Linked DNA regions of Gossypium hirsutum: region 2 is linked to region 1. A link is a contact called in public Hi-C data. All regions are on one chromosome and are shown on one strand. Each heading gives the region's core, a stretch centred on a gene start, on an enhancer-like site or on the middle of the called end of the contact. The rest is flanking DNA. Distances are from core to core; before and after follow the strand shown. Region 1 holds the start of LOC107898636 (kinesin-like protein KIN-14B). Region 2 holds the start of LOC107898609 (protein PHOTOSYSTEM I ASSEMBLY 2, chloroplastic).

Region 1 (6,067 bases), core at 3,112-5,611:
ATCTTAACTTTAATTGTTCCAGCACCTGCGATTTTACATGAAGCATTATTTCCTATCAAAATAACACCTTCAAACACTGTTTCGTAAGTTGTAAACCAATCCCGATTGAGACTTATGTGGAAGGTGCAGCCTGAATCAAGTATCCACTTCTCGCTCACTTTAGAATTGTTGACAGAAGCGACTAGAAGTTCACCATCGCTGTAGTCTTCTACAACATCAGCTTCACCAGAATTTTCTAGTTGTTTTCCCTTTTGATTCGTAGCATCCCTTTTAATCTTGTTCTGTAGCTTATAGCACTCAAATTTAATGTGCCTTTTCTCCTTGTAGAAGTTACAAGTTTTACCTCTGTTTGAAGACTTCGATCTACTCTTAGATTTACCGCGAGGATTTCGTTCCTGTGTCCTTCCATGATCATCATCAGCACTCCCACGAACAATGAGACCCTTTCCCTGAGAGTCAGGTTTAACCACAAGATGCTTCATCTTATCATATGAGGTCAAAAAATCATAAACCTCATCAACTGTGAGAGACTCACGGCTATATAAAATCGTGTCTCTAAAGGTTGAATAAGGCAGGGGCAACGAACAAAGTAGAATAACCCTAGATCTTCCTTATCATACTGAACCTCCATGGCCTCCAAGTTTGAGAGAATTTCTTTAAACACTGTTAAGTGTTCGTGTACAGACGCACCTTCTTCCAAACGATGAGCATAAAGACGTTGCTTCATATGCAACTTGCTTGTTAGAGTTTTCGACATACATATTTGTTCCAGCTTCTTCCATAATGCAGCGGCGGTCTTCTCCTTCATCACATCCTGTAAAATTTCGTTGGACAAATCCAGATGTAATTGTGTTAACGCCTTTCGATCCTTATGCTTCTTCTCTTCATCTGTTAATGTCGAAGGCATCTTATCTATCCCTAGCAGGGCATCCTCCAGATTCATCTGTGTAGGAACTGCTTGTATCTTAATTTGCCACAACGCAAATCTGATGTTGCGACCCAACAACAGAATTTCATACTTTAAAGACGCCATTACCATGATCGAGATGAACTACCCGGAAGCTCTAATACCAATTTGTGAAAATAAATAAAATAAAAATAAAATAAGATAAAGAACACATAGATTTTACGTGAAAAACCTTTCGGGAAAAAAACTACAGGCAGAGGAGAAGAAAATTCACTATGTCGAATTCGAATGATTACAAGAGGAATAGACTATGTTTATTTATAAGCTTGTAAAGCCATATTCTAGTAAGATTGAAACACTTTATTCTAATCAATATAAAATAGATGGAGTTTAATAAGGTTTAAAAAAACCTTATTCTAAAATAAAATAAAAAAGTGTAGTTTTATATGGATTTTACTTTTATTTTATTTTACCACTGTATTTTATTTAAATAAGGATTCAGGTCATTTAATTCTAACAAAATTAACATAAATGTAATTTGTGGCATGTACTTAGGGTGTCAATCCTTTGTATATATGCTAGTTTCATATGTCATTACGTAATTGAGTATTCAAATGTTGAGTTATTGAGTTCGAAGTCTCATTTGATCAACTTAAACTTTTGTAATTGTATGAACCTTTTTTTATGCATGCATCTTCTCATTTTTACTTGAGATAGTAAATGAATTATTGTTAAACTTGTTTTGGATGCATTCATGAGGTCCTAATATGTCTTTAATACTTGCCTTGATGATATGTGAAAGTGGTTCAAGTAGAACATGTATTGAGATTGAGTCTTGGATGATTTTAGGTGACCTTTTGAATGTGTTTTAGGGTTACCTTGTTAGGAGGTGTTTTGGTATGTGTTTAAGGTGTTTTGAATTTGAATTTTTAGTCCCTTACTTCCAGGTTTGGATGCCTTGTTTTTAGGTATCATAACATTGAAATTAGTAGCTCAAATTTTGCTTCAAAGGTTCAAAGTATTAGTACTTAGCTTGGATGTATCGGAACATCCAAGTCAATGAGAAAAAATGAATAGTTTCAGGGAGAAGTATCAATCTTCCAGAGGTACCGATACCTTTACCCCAGGTTAGGCTAACTGCACTAGCTCATTTTGACTCTAGGAGACTCATTTGGGTCATGGACATTTCTAAATCTTTTGTAAATGATGTTAGGATGTTTTACGGGTTTCAAAATGATTTTATCCCAATTTTATGATTATATTCAAATTGTTTCAAAGTTTAAATTGTAAATATTTTTGAAATTATCACTATGTATGTGTTTTGGTGGCATCTCCCATTTGTATCGGATGCCGAGATGGGTGAGGGATGTTACAAGTTTTCCATAACTTGAAGCCTTTAGCCGTAAACCCTAAATCCTAAACCTTAAGCCCCACCTTTAATATCATAATCTCGTTTCAGTTGAAATTATCCTCATTAGAATTGAAATCCACTATCGTAACTTTGAAGAATAACTTCCGATCTTCAGTAGTTTTTCCTTAATCCTTTGCTGGATAGGTACGTTGGAAATTCATACCTAGGACTCAAAAGTTGAAAAGTCAATATCTTGTTTGTTGTCTCCCTTTTACCACTATTTAGGAATCAAGTGACAACCATGAAGCACAAAATATTTTTATTATCCCTTTTGTTTTTGAAAATGAATACAAACATGTTTCATTCCAGATCATGAACCTTAAAAAGACCCTCAATGAGCCACACATTCTTTAGAATCATCATTGGTCTCGTTCTAACTTCTTTATTTGAAACTACTTTTCTTACTTGATAGAGTTCCCTACCTCAATCATCGATTTTGGCATTTACCTCCAGATAAATCATGATGAGTTTATTTTTAAGGTTTTTGCTCACTATATCATTCACAACATCCTAGTTATCGTTATATAGAGCTATGCAAACTAGCAAAATAAGAGAAGGGAACGAAAATATGTTGTAAAACTAGAAAGTGACTTATGCTATGTTTGGTTAATGGTTACTAGTGTAATAACATTAAGAAAAAATTTACAATTAACCAATAACTAAAACATGTAAAAATATATTACTTTAATCCAATGTGACATTAGAGTTTAAATGAAAAATCTAAGGAGAGGTGACTATAAATAAGAAAGAGCAGGCAAATAAAAAATCACCGAGAGGATCAAACAACCATAGAAGATTTCACAGAGATGGAAAAGGAGATTTGTAATTCATGTTAAGAAAACTTATGAGAAAACTACTAGTAAAAAAAGCAATACGTCATAAACTAAGAAATCATTTATAGAAAAATAAAATGTCTGCATCTACACTCAAAATATGATGATGTTCATCATCATTTCAAAAGATGGCGCCACCCATCCCTTTTTATTATTTTATCACGACCTTTTTAATTCTTTAATAAGAAACTAATAAATTTTTTGTACCCAAAAAAAAAAGAAAAGAAAAATTAATAAATTCTGATTTCAAATGCATGCTATAAAGAAAAATTAGCCTTTCATTGTGTTTTTTCTTTGGGTGAAAAGCCTTTTTTAATAACAAATAGGATTATTTTTCTAAAGCGTGTTTTATTTTTACTTTTTTTTTTTGGGTAAATAGGAATGTTTGAAAGTGTGAGGCGGGTTTTGCCATATCCAATAGGAACAAAGCCTGCCAACAAATTTAAAAAAGAAAATCATAAAAACATGTTTTTGCCAGCTCATCCTGTAAACACACATAATTTTGCTCTCAATAAACTCACTCCCTCCACCACCACCCATCAAAAAATAATAATAAAAGCATTCAAATTTTGGGGTAAAGAACAAACAATTCACAGGCAGTTTTCTTGTGTTGTCCGTAGATCAAATTTATCCGTCTTTCAAAAGTTTTGGATTAACCAGAAAGTACCACCATACGTAATTCATCATCGTGTGAATTCAAATATTTATAGATTTATTTATTTTTTAAAAGAATATTTAAATTTGATATATGATAATACTATTCACAATTGATTTATATAAAAAAATAATTTATTTTTTTATGTATCTGATTTGAATATTGGAACTCATGTCCCAACTTATTATTGATTTTACTTTTTAAAAAGCTTAATTGTGACTTTAGATTTAATTATTTAACAAATTCAGGTAGTATTTGATGGATAATATTAATTGATCCGTTACGTAAATTCTATTTTAATATTCAAATAAATTCAGAATTTAAAATAAATATATGCATTAGTATACCTGAACAAAGGAAAAAGAAAAATGGAAGGGAAAAATTCAGTTAAATTGATGGCATGGGGGAAGAAATTTGGATTGAACAAAAAATTAAAACAAATACAAAATTGAGTTAAATGTTGATCCAACACATTTATGAACAGATGTTTGGACACGCTGAAGCATAAAAAATCACACGCTCTATTTAAAAGAAAAACAAACAAGTCTGTGGTGCGTGAGAGCGAGTTCCGAACCATTTCCAAACGCACATTTGATTGCGTCTAAAATTGTCCCATATAATTGTTCCCTTCATAAAGTTTGGAAAATGACTACGTTTTACGCCCAGTCCCACCCGTTTCCCCCATCCCCTCGTTTATAATCCCCAAAGAGGGAAAAATTAAAAATAAAATTGAAAAATTAAAATTAAAATGAGCCAGACATAGCTCATCGGGAACGCAGCATTTACATAACTGCAACTGCTACCACTAGATTTTTGAAAAACCCCTACCTTTTTTTAGATTTTATTTTTTTGAGCTTTTTTTAATTTTTTTCCCCAATTTGTTTGGGGCAATGGGGGAGCACAAGAGTAGCAGCAATAACCGGTGGAACTGGGAGGTGAGTGGCTTCGAGCCACGGCGGACGTCGCCGTCGTCTCCGGAGGACCTACCTAGGGCCACTGTTGCGCCGTTGATGCGACGGTACTCGATCTCGGCTGCCTCCTCGTTGGCTTCACCGTTTTCTTCGGAATTTTCTAAGCAGGCTTTGGCTTCTAAGGTGCTCCGATTGAAGGATAAAGTTAAGGTAATGGTGTGAATCGGCTTCGGATTGTGAAAGTTTTCGAGTGATTAGTGTTTTAGCTGGTAACTTGTTCCGATGGAGTTGAAGTAGTCGCTTTAGTCTATCAATGTGATTTTAACTAAGCTCGGTTTTTAGGAATTAACATGCAGTGTTTTTGAGTAGTTTGTTTTAATCTATAAATTTTAACAAATACAACTAGAATATGCTTTTTTTAATGTCATTTTCTGGAAGATTAGGTTTGCTGGGAAATTGATCCAAATTTAATGGAGGAGCTCAAAGCTGTATAAAATTTTATTGGCGAATTAGAATTTGGATTTGATGAACCACAACTTAGTCATCAGTTTGTAGTGTCAGATTCTGATGAACCACAACTTGGTCATCAGTTTCTGGTATGTGAATTGTTGTTCATGCAGAAAACTCAGTTGAGAATGTTTAATACTTTTCGCATTCTTGCTACAGAAGCTTCGGATCCTTCTTGATGATCCAAATTGTGCTGGTTTCAACTGTTGTAAGATTGTGCATTGTGTCAAATGTCGATTGGGATGCCTGTTTTTATGATATTTGAGTGGACTTTGTTGCCCAATGTTTGGATGAAAAGAAAAAGCTTTCCCCACCTATCCTATATGGCAATTTTATGATAGTTCTGTGGAAAACTTGTAATTGTGACAATGAATCTTTGACATAATGCATGTGCTGATCTTGAGGGACAACAACACGAGCCATTACCAAACAGTGGCTTGAGAATAGGAAATGAAATAGCTGGCTGACAATTCAAAAGTCAATTAATCTAATGTTAATATACTCTAAGGTCTGGCTTATTTTTCTTGGGAAGCCATTAAGGGATCTGTGCTCTGGTTTTCCGATGTGATACTTGTCTTTGATTCTATTAATAAATGAGCTTCTTTATTATTACCTAAGTTTTGTCGTATCTCCTTGGTCTGAAAAGATAGCATATGGATTAGGTGATTGCTTGGGTTGAAGTTGATCACAAAATTTTGAGTGAATAATTTTGACTCTTGTCATATGCATTCAAGCTTAATGAAAGAACAGTTCTGGAAATCCTTAATTTCTCTGGTATTTTCTGAAGTCTGAAATAATGATTGGTAACATATGATGTCTTCGATGTTAGAAGCATTTTTGGGG
Region 2 (5,982 bases), core at 1,578-4,077, 220 kb before region 1:
CCCATTGCTTTTAAGAGTAACCCCTAGGCAATCAACCATAACATGGAATAATCTTCAGATAAGTGCATGCTCAAGGCAAGTTGTATAGCAATCCAAAACAAGAAAAACTAAAAATATTTGGTGATATAGCAAGTTAAGAAGTAATGTTAGGGGAAGAAGACTGCATACCGTAACAGTTTGGACATTCAGTAAACTCGTAAACATCCTTAGCACGTTTCCTGTTGAGAGCTTTCCATTTTCCTGTACCACCACACATATCACCTAAATAAAAAACAGATTAAAATCTTGCGAATCAAAAGGAGGATTAACAATTTCACTACTGATGTCTGCAAGTTTTTTCTTCTTCTACTTCAGAAAGAGCATGTTAACATGTCAACAACAAGAGAGACAATTATATGTGAGGAAAAAACTAAAAGCTAAAATCAAGCCAAAATACTTGCATTCAACGAGCACTTTCCCTAAAAGTTCAATATAATTTGATTAGAAAAAAAGGGACCCATGACAGTCAGCCATGCAGCACAACTAATCCCCGCAGGACAAAAAAGAAAATAAACTACTCTAACCGGTTTGTTAGGTGGCTATTATCTAATACATAGAAATCAATAAATGGTGCGAGGAATTTTTCACCATTGAAGACTAATGTTTTTATCATACAAGACAAGCAACCCGTAAATCAGAAACAAGAGTTCGTATGTCTTTCGCCAATGTCAGAAAGCAGGGTAAAGGACAATCTCAAAAAAGATTATAAGATGCATACAAGGGTGGTTCACTTGGTTAGACAACAACGTATCATACAAAAGAAATTGCAAAAGTGTCACTCACAAAGTACAGCACCACTCCCTGAACAATTCCGGCATACAGCCCTTTCATTCCCATCCATAGCCATTGCTGATACTGCAGAAGCAGAGCTGCTAGAACTACTGATTAAAGCCAGGCTTGAACATAAGCATGTAAGACACATACGCCGCGATGTTGGCAACTCACCTGCCTGCAGAAAAATTTGGAACCTATCAACACTATAAACAAGGTAGCAAATAATGAAGATTCTACCCAATTAGTGCAAATCAGACATGTAAAATGGCTTTAGACTTTTTGGTTTCTGAAACAACTAAAAGATGCTGTGTGAGTAGTGAATTTGAAGAGTACTAACAAAATAGATGTTGGAAAACAAATAAGTGAAACCTTCTTCTTAGCAGGTTCTAATGAATCATTTGAAACTCCAGCAGTACAGCTCTCATTCTCCAAACTAGATCTTATCTGAGCTGAAACCAACCTTGAGCTTGCTGTCGTTAAAGCAATGAAAGGCAGGGTTTAAAACACTTGTATAGTTAAAGAAAATCCATAAAAACAAAAATACATGCATTGGCAGCAAAAGGTGCGACACCTCAAGATAAATTCAATATGTTTCTTTCCAAATAAATTGATCCAGGAATTCAACATAGAATTCATATTATGAAGTTACTTTGACTTCTAATCTGATTTTCAGTTGCTAAAATGGAGCCATCCTTTACATCCGCACTCAAAGCATTTAACAGCACCCAATTCACTGGAAAAGAAAAATCATCTCTACAACAAACTTTCCATAAATTCTTTAGAGAAAAGATTAATTACAATCAATATTCTAATCCTTGAGCATCTTACACAACTTGCTACTCAGCTAATTCATATAAACAATGTACCAACTGTTAATCTTTTTAAAAGTTAACAGAAAGGGATAAGATATCTTTAAGGAACTGACCCAAAATGGAAATAATTTTAATAACTATCTAAAGTTTCAGAATTTGGATAAAAAGGTTTAGCTGAATGCACAAAAAGAAAACCCCATTAACATAATATTATATGTGAAAACTTCCACTGAAAGGAAATGAAAAATTAAAAACAAGGCGTAGATCTATTTCACAAATATACATAACTAAATATATAGAAAGGAAAGAAAGAACGTACAGTGAGGCGGGGAAGGTTTTAGAGTGAAAGAAGGAAGGTGTGGAATTGAAGAAAGATTGGGAGAAGAGTAAGCCATAACTAGACTCTTCTCTTTACTTCTTTCTGTGTAAATTTTAGCACTGAAAAAGAAAAAGAAGAAAAGGTTAAAGAGTCCCCACAATTAAAACCGGCTGCACGTACATGTTTTCAGAGAAAATAATTGACTCGTTAACTGGAGTACGAACGTGCACCTTGATCAAGACCGTCAGATCAGGTTCACCTTTTCACCATCAGATCAGATTGGGAGAAAATATATCTAAATTTAAACAGTAATAGATCTAAAATATGGACTGAATTTTAACTTGATTATTATTAGTATTATTGCTACATAAATTTGAATATATCTAAGACCGTCAGATCAGGTTCACCTTTACTCCCTCAGATCAGATTGGGAGAAAATATATCTAAATTTAAATAATAATAAATCTAAAATATCCATTAAATTTTAACTCAATTATTATTGGTATTGTTGCTACATAAATTTGAATATATTAAAATATATTTTATTTTTTTATTTAAAAGTTAAAAAAAAAAACAACCAAAGAAAAGCTATAAACATTTAAAACAACCTCAATATTTACCGAAGCTTATTACAACTATATTTTTATAAATAAATTTTAATCATGTAAAATGATATCAAACCTCAAATATTTAAATTGTTTGTGGTTATAAATAAAAGTCAACTTGAATTGTCAATGATATTTTAAAATTTTGAACATTAAATATTTAAAATTAACATATTACAGAATATGATTAATGAATTCAAAATATACCTAAATTTTATTTTGAGCTAAAAATTATTTTACCAAAATTTTAAAACACCCAAATGAATAAAAAATGAATTAGAGAAGGGTATACATATTATTATTTTAAACAACAACAATAATAATGATAAATGGTGTGGTCCCAAAAATGAGTGGGGAAATGAGGTTGTACATGTGAGTGTTCCTAGCTATCCAATGAAGAAAGGGGTAGCTGACTTCTCCTCCTGTACGTAAAGCTGATTGTTTAATGAGGGAAAATCATGCCCAAATCCCTACCCTTGGATGGGGATATGTAATTTCGAATGGTATGGCCTCACGTTCGGTGAAATTAAATTTTAAGGAGTTATCATAATTGGTGATATTGTAATAATTAGCTTAAAATTAACAGCATTTGGATTTAAGTTTAGAAAATAATTTTTAAGTACATTAAATTAGAATATATGATAAATTATTTAAGGATATATTTATATTAAATAATCATACATATTAAATGCATAAAATAATTTCAATTTTCTTTGATTTTTTTTTTACTACAACAAGCCTGGAATTGTTGTTGCTTTTAGAAGCTGAGCTTGTGTTCCTTGAAGCAACTGATCATGCCATGCTGGAGCTACCCATGTATTCAAATCTTTGTTGCAAATAGAAAAAAGGTTAAAAGTTCAGCAGATACATAGTTTAAGTGAAACGAAAGAAAGGAAGATTGGATTGAGAGGCTTTGATTGAATTGGATTTTCATTTTTTTTTTCTGGAGAATTATCTGATATTCACTATCTGAAACTCAATGTTTCCTCCCACTAAGCTTCTGCCACCTCTGCATCATATCCATTTCTTTGGATAATGTGATTCAAATGCATCTTTTAAGTGATTACATCACCCAAAAATAAATAGGGTAAATTCCACCTAAGGTTACTAAATTATTAGGAACTTTATATTTTAGTCAGTCAACTTCAAAAAGTTACAAAATGGTCATTGGACTATTCAAAACTTTTCATTTAAGTCACTAGGATGTTAAAATCAATGTTGTATGGTCTTTTCTATTCGCACCGCATGTACCAATAGAAAGCTATCCTTCCTTTCCTATTCTACAATTCAATTTTTTTTTCATGGAACAATTTTGAACACCATGAATATGTAAACAAAAATTTAAATAGTTTTCTTCTTCGATTTTCAACACTGACTGATAGATTGACTTGAATCTAAATAATATTCTTCTACTTGTTAACGGATTCTGATCCAATGTACTGGTTATCAAATCGTAGCTTGAAGCTCACAAAGTCAGACTTTAAAAAAATTAATAACTCAATGACTTGAATGAAAACTTTCGAATAGTTCACTGATAATTTTGTAACTTTTTTAAAATTGATTAATCAAAATATAAACTTACTAATAGTTTCATGACCATGAAAATAGTGTACCTAAAAAAATAATATTATTGCATAGTAGATTATGGCATACCATGATGCAAGTGAAAAAATATTTATGAAAAAAATTATATAAAAATTAAGTCAACTTTACTTGATAAAAAAACATGATAACAATTCACTTGGTTAAAAAAAATTATTCTAATCATTATTTAATTAATTTAATATCCAATTATATTGTAATATTAACTTGATCAATAATTTAATATATAATATAAATAACACAAAATTATATAAATATAACCTATTTTAAGCATGAAAAAAAATATAAACATAAATATTACAAATACAATAATCATCCTATTTAATTCCCGCCCATCTTTGCAATCTACGGGTAGAAAAAATTATATCTTTGAAAAGTCTAATTAATTATAAGAAGTTAGTCAATTGAATGTTAACTTGATTGTCATGAGTATTGTTGTCAATGCAAGAGAACATTTCTATATTATTGTCGGTAAATAATTTCAATGCCTTTCCAAGGGAGATTGCAAAGGGTGGAGGGGTTGAATTAACAAATAAAAAAAATATATTTTAATTTCCTTAAGTTATAAATTTATATATAATAAAATTATACTTTATTTCTTTAAATAAAGTAATTATTTAAATTTTTTAAAAAAAATATCATAAATTAATATTTTAATCTCTATGATAGAATTTCGATCCCTTTTAAATTTTTTTTCTAAATTCGGCATTGTTCTTACAGGTTTTGTGAAAAGCATGACTTCACAAGCATTTAGAAAAAGAATATAAGATATTGCCCTAAATTCAAACTCCTGGACTTGTTTGATTTTTACGAAAACAAGCCTTGATTGTTATTGACTGAAGGGGTAGTGTCATTCACAAGAGCTAGAGCAGACAAATTTATAAATATTTTTAAGGTTGAAATTTAATTATAAATTTTAAGAGATAAAAATATAATGAATTTATAATTTTATTGTTTTTAAAATAAAAAATTTTAATTTAAAGATTCAAATGCAAATATACCATATATAAATATATAATGTCATTATTTACATGGGATTAAATTGATAATTTTTAATTTTATTAAAGGATCAAAGTGAAATTTTATTACCTGTCACTCAAGTATTGGTTAACCATTATAACCTACCATATTTTGTTGACGTATTTTGATAAAAACAATTTGGAGCTTTTATTTTTTTATCTTTGAATCGTTGACATATTCTAATAAAAATTATTGGGTAACCATTACAGCCCGTTAATTTATCGTAAAACCAAATTAATACAAATATTAAATTTTGGAATTAGAATTTTTTAGGGATTCTAGTATTATTCCGCTTTTAATTAGGCTAAGAATTGATTTGGATGAGAATGAAAATTTTAGCATTATTGAGTATATTTCTGGGTTTTTCTTTCGAAAAATTAAATTAATACAATTTTCTAGAGTTTATATATGTGTATATATTTTCTTGCAAATTTCTAAAGTTTAACTAATTTTTTTAATTATAATATTTTGTATTTCTTTGAAATTTTCTAAAAATTTAACTAAAATTTTTATTTTTATAAATTTTAACAATATTTTTTTAAAATTTTTAAAAATTATATTGATATATTTTACATTTTTCTATATAAAAACCTCCTTTTTTTTCTTTTAATTTTTGAAAATTTATATATATTAACAAAGAAACCGTATGTTATATTGTAATTGGCTGAAAAGTGTCACGTGATATGTTCTAACTATCTCTCATGTCAATTAGTTTTTTAACATTATTAAAGATATTGGATTGAAATTAGTTAATATAATATAATTTTAGATATAAATTTTTTAAAGGAAAATATTTGATATATTAATAGTA

Evidence for each region. A called contact is a pair of places that touch in the nucleus more often than the background predicts.
Region 2: a contact with region 1 is called in a Hi-C map of leaf, with 3 times the contacts expected there. The contact joins the promoter of LOC107898609 here to the promoter of LOC107898636 in region 1. A contact is called at or near these places in 18 of 34 Hi-C or Micro-C datasets (anther, callus, cotyledon and 5 more).

The regions. Positions count from the first base shown.
Region 1 is chrA11:55,359,448-55,365,514 of Gossypium_hirsutum_v2.1, reverse strand. LOC107898636 (kinesin-like protein KIN-14B) reads left to right here and starts at 4,361. Exons shown (of 24, transcript XM_041081986.1): 1 at 4,361-4,927. The coding sequence starts at 4,697.
Region 2 is chrA11:55,574,462-55,580,443 of Gossypium_hirsutum_v2.1, reverse strand. It overlaps LOC107898609 (protein PHOTOSYSTEM I ASSEMBLY 2, chloroplastic), which reads right to left and starts at 2,827. Exons shown (of 6, transcript XM_016824112.2): 1 at 2,175-2,827; 2 at 1,945-2,063; 3 at 1,183-1,283; 4 at 823-988; 5 at 169-261. The coding sequence starts at 2,020.